Regions from separate parts of the Mus musculus genome. Here region 2 is linked to region 1. Evidence: chromatin contacts called from public capture Hi-C data. All regions are on one chromosome and are shown on one strand. Each heading gives the region's core, a stretch centred on a gene start, on an enhancer-like site or on the middle of the called end of the contact. The rest is flanking DNA. Distances are from core to core; before and after follow the strand shown.

The links. Capture Hi-C pulls out chosen DNA fragments and counts their contacts.
Region 2: a capture Hi-C map of embryonic stem cells shows a contact between it and region 1, with 3 times the contacts expected there. The contact joins the promoter of 8430437L04Rik here to the promoter of Map3k20 in region 1. A contact is called at or near these places in 1 of 115 datasets of contacts at active chromatin or transcription factors (embryonic stem cells) and 1 of 9 other capture datasets (embryonic stem cells).

What each region holds. Positions count from the first base shown.
Region 1 is chr2:72,284,378-72,286,896 of GRCm38.p6, forward strand. It overlaps Map3k20 (mitogen-activated protein kinase kinase kinase 20), which reads left to right and starts at 1,260. Exons shown (of 20, transcript NM_023057.5): 1 at 1,260-1,478.
Region 2 is chr2:72,702,255-72,704,773 of GRCm38.p6, forward strand. 8430437L04Rik (RIKEN cDNA 8430437L04 gene) reads left to right here and starts at 1,256. Exons shown (of 7, transcript NR_040503.1): 1 at 1,256-1,725; 2 at 1,971-2,148.

The DNA of each region.
Region 1 (2,519 bases), core at 10-2,509:
GAGCAACAGCAAAGTCAGGCTCTCTGATTCCTCAGCCAGAGTCAGGACACAATCGGATGTCTTTAAAGCTAAGGTGACTGCAGTCTCATGTTCATTTCGCGCTCAAGAGCCCAGCACCCTTTTTTTTTTTTTTTTTTTTGAGTAGATAGACAGCTTTTTTTTTTTTTTAAACAATTGTTTGATCACCTACAAAAGAATTTTTTTTAGCTGGATAGTTTTCATCAACCTTCTCAGTTACCAAAATGCAATTTATTAATCCAAAATCCTCAGTCTTTGTAATCACAGACCAGAAAGTGGTTTCTTTTTTCATTAGTGTATATTTACCCATCCTTTCCCATTCATATATTAAATATATATGAACGGTTTTCAAAATTTCTATTTCTCTTTGGGCTTCTTTTCTGATTTCCGTTTCTTGTTTCATCTCTGCCTGTTTTTCCTCTCCTGACTTCAAAACTCAGCAGGAAGCCAGTTTCCTCTCCACAGATTTCTATTTCTGTCAATGACACCATCGTTCTTCCAGTCACCCAGGTCTCAAATCTTGGCATCACCGCTTTCTTCTTTCCCAACCGAATGGGTCACAAATTTCTGTGGCCTCTTTCTGAAACATGTCTCTCAATTCCAATTTTCTTTTTAAAAACGATCCCAAACTGTACCCTCTAACTCTAGCCTTCACGATTCTATCTGTTACCTGGTAGTGACAATATCTACCACTTATCTTGTTTCCATCCCTAAGCAACTCTCTAAACCACTACTAAAATGGATGGGGAGGAAAGAGAATATGGCTTAACATCTTCAGGCTGGTAAGCCTCCTGCTCCAAATATAAAGCCATGCACTAAAATACGAATATCCATTTTGCACGATTTCAACTTTCCTTAACTCTCCACGTGTGTACACGTGAAATTCTAATTCAGAAACTGTGTTCCCTACTTTTGCAACCTCTCCTCTTTTTCCACTCCATCTACATCCTCCCCGATCAATTTCTTTTCTTCCCAAAGCCAGGTGACACGTTTTGTTCACACTTGTCATGGACTCTGTCTCCTCGATGGGAAATCGCGGGCACTTCATCTTAAAAGTCACCAACCAGAGCAGCAGGCCTTGACTCCTCCTCAAAATCTCCAAAGTACCTGTTGATGGTCCCACTGAGGCACCCGCGACCCTGACATTGCCTTCCCTGCTGTCCCCTTCCCAGCCAAGTGCATTCAGTCTCACGGGGGGTAAGGGGGGGGGGGCAGCAACCGGGCTCTCCGCGACCCCGAGCCCCGGCCTCCCTGCTGGGCACCGAGCCGGGCGTGCCCGGAGGCTGGCCGGCCGGCGGTTCCACGCTCGGAGGTAGGTGGTGCTGTTGCCGCGACGTCTTCCTCATTGGCGCCGCGCGGAGAGGCGGAATGTTCAACTCCTGACTCCGGCGGAAGCGTGGGAGCCGCGCGGGCCGCCGTCCCCGACCCCCGCCGCCGCTCGCGCCCGATCCGGGAGCCAGGTAAGGGCTGTGGGGGACGGGAGAGGCGGGAGGGAGCTCCGCTGGAGGACCGGCGGGACCGGGGCCTGCGGGGCCGGGGCAGCGCGGCTGCGGGAGGCCGGGGCTCGGCGGGCGGCTGTCCTTGGCTCGCCCCCGGTGCCCTGGAGACCCGTGGTCCCCGAGCCCGCAGACCCCGAGACCGCAGCCCCTGAGCCCTCAGTCCCTTGCCGCTGGGCCGAGGACGGCTTGGGCATGTCCGGGCCGGTCCAGCCGGGCACTCGGTGCCCGGAAGAGTCCGGCCTGGCACAGCTCGCGGCGATCCCGGGGAACCTGCGGCGGCTGCCCTTCCCGAGCACCCTCGCCTTCCGTGGGAGCACACGCGGGTGTCGCAGGCGCGGGGATCTACACCAGGGTGGGCACTGGGTGACCCGGGCCGCAGCCACGCCTCGCCCCGCGCGTGACAGATCTCGGGAAAAACTTTAATTCTAAACTGCCCAGATGACATTGGAACTGCCTGAAAAAAAACAACAATGGCACGTCATTGTTGGGTTGCTGAAAATGTATGTTTCTCATGCGCCTGGAGATCCTGCATAAGCACTGTTTATGGAGAACATAATTACTATTTTTGCTAGTTTCGTTAATAATGAAAGCACACCATTTGGTGGCCCGTTCCAGCGATTTCACAATAAGCAGCCTTCATTAATAATGCGTGTGAGAACCGTCTTCCAGAATGGATTGAGGACATCTGAGTTCGGATGGTTGTTAAAGTGAGTTCCTGTTTTACCCCTAAAGTGGTTGTAGCGAATCTTCTGGTCTTCTTGACTGTAGATGAAACCAACTGCCAGCATTTAGTGGATCCAAACCTACCAAAATATTTAACGATAAAAATAAACAAATGATTCAAGACCAGACTTCTTTGTCATCGGCCTGTCTCTACTCTGAAATTTCATTCTTTTTTTATCTTAAAAAAAAGTGACGGCTGCATTTTAATTATGGTTTTGATCATTTGTAGAGTCTTTGTTTTAGATTTCTGCTACAATAGTGAGAGATTTGGGAGATTGT
Region 2 (2,519 bases), core at 6-2,505, 420 kb after region 1:
GTGTATGGTCTAACATCTAAGACTGTACTTCAGATAAGAGAAAGTATAAGTGCATGATTGCTTCCTAATAAATAGAGCAACCCCTTAATGAACTGTAAGCAACCTACAGAGAAACTGTTATGTACCAGCACAGAAACGGCAAACCAGACAAATAGGGAGGAGAAAGAAGATATGTCCCCACCTTTTATGATATGCTAATTTAGCATCCAAGCATACATGAGCACCATCATTTGGAAAATGTTCAACATGGCTTACCCAACAAGCCCTCATAGAGTTCAGAGAAGTATTTGGACAAACATCCTCAGAGAGATATCTCAATGTCTTCTAGGTAAGATGCAGCCAATGAAGAGAGTAAGGTTGTCTTAGCTGTGTGAGCAAATGCAGCCATTCTCTTCTGTTCCCATTTCTCTCTCCATCCCTGTCTGTTCTCTTTGGATTTTACTGGATGAGCATTGTATAAAGTATTGAGATAGACAAAGGCACCTTAAAGAGAGTAGGTCAGTGTCTTGTTTATGAAATATCTTATAGCTGTGTCTGACTCCCCAGCTGTCTGATAAACTCAGTGAATGATAAATGTGAGTTAGGAGAGCCTGCATAATTTGATAACACTGTCATCCAGCAGAAACCTAAGGTTGGGGGGGGGGAATGTGTTGTGCAGACCACCATCAAAAAAACGTTGTGTTGAGAACGTACAAGAGGAATATAGATAAGAAGGGGCCAAGATCTGAGTGAGTCACACAAACAAGAGTAAAATTCTAAGGTAACACGTCCTCTCCCATCTCTACCGCTACTAAACAGTCCCCAGCCCCATCGCGTCCTCGGAGCTATCCTAAGCGAGAATCCTTTCACCCTTCTTCCTGCGTCATTCTGTCTCTAATTGCCCCCCATATCGGCTCTGTTTGCCACCGTAATCTTGAGGGTTTTCCTAGCGGTTCAAAGCGTAACTGATTTGTAAAACCCAGTCCCCTGTTCCTAAGTGCTCAGAATTCATTTCAGAAAGCACAAGGGCTCTCTTTGCGCATGATACATGGAGCTCAAGGACGGGTAAGAATGCAACCCATAGTCCAATTCCTATTCCTTGAAATACCATCAACCATGAGCCAGAGAAAGCAGCAAGTAGCCCCGGAGTACAATGGCAGGCGCCTTTGTTCCGGCCTCCTGAGAGCTGGTTGCCGTTGGGTCCTTGATAGCTTTAAGTGCTGATTTCGCAATGATGGCGAAGTAAGCAGTACCGAGTTCACAAGTTCACATCACAGAACACACTGAGCAAGGGGCCTTAATGAGCGGCAGGAGGACTGTGAGCTAGCCAGAAAGCTCGCCTCTCCTTCCTCCTGGTTTTAGAGGATTCTCTAATAAGGGCATAACTGGGAGAAAAAGGAGAGAAACTCAACTCAGGGTAACAGCAGGAGTCCCCCAGCGATCTTCTAAGCAGCTTCCCCAGAAGGCCTCCAGCCATTCCTGGGACCGGAAGACTTAATGAGCACAGCCCTCTATGCCTGTGGGGCTGAACACCACCACTAAAGCCGCCTTCACTCGGGTCCCTGCCCTCGGTGATCAGCTGGCCACTCCGAGAAGCAGAAAACGGAGGAATTCTTGGCAGCCTTGACCCTGCTGTTGCTTGATGAGATAAATATATCCACTTTGTCTTATGGAAGGGGGTCACTGAAATGTAGGTAGCTCAAGATGCTAACAAGATGAACTTAAATTTCGTTTCTAGAACAAATGGTATGTGAGAACAGACGCAGGGACAACGTTTCTCTCTCTCCTTCCTTTGTTTTCTTTGTCTTCTCTCTCTCTCCCTCCCTTCTCCACCCCTCTTCCATTTTCTTTTCCTTCCTCCCTCTTCCCTTCTTTCCTATCTTTCTTGCTTTTCTATGCCAGGGTCTCTGGTCCAAGTTGGCCTCCACCTCCCTCTGCAGCTGAGGACGAGACCTTGATCTCTGTATCTTCTTGCCTACCCCCCCCCCCAGATTTCAGACATGCACTGCTACACCCTCTTTATACAGTGCTAGAAAGAGAACTCACGGCTTCATCCTCTATAGCTGAGCTCCGTCTCTGACCCTGGAAGATTCTATTGCACCAGGCCACAAAGAAAGAAATCACAAGAACAGGCAGCTGCCACTCCCAAACGTGGACCAGCTCCTCAAGGTATGTGGGCACTACAGCAGGAGAGAAATTTGGTACGTCCAAACTGCCAAAGCAGGAATGCTTTGGGGACTATTCTCTCCTTCTGTCCCCTAACTTGTGACGGATTTATAAGGAAGCAAGACAGTGTTCGCCATGAACTATCACCTCATCTCAGAGGAGGAACTGACGTGTTCTTTCAGGAGACACTGGATTAAAAGGTGGCTGGTTCCAGAGTGAGCTCAGGCTTTCTGGTGAGAATGTGTCCAGAGCTGTAAAAGGCAGAGCTGTCTGTGCCTCTGCTCTGTGAAACCTTCAACACAGCCAGAGAAGGGCTCTAACAGGGTGCTACACTTAAGCTAGATGGGGAAGTGGTGATCTGGGGAGACTCACTG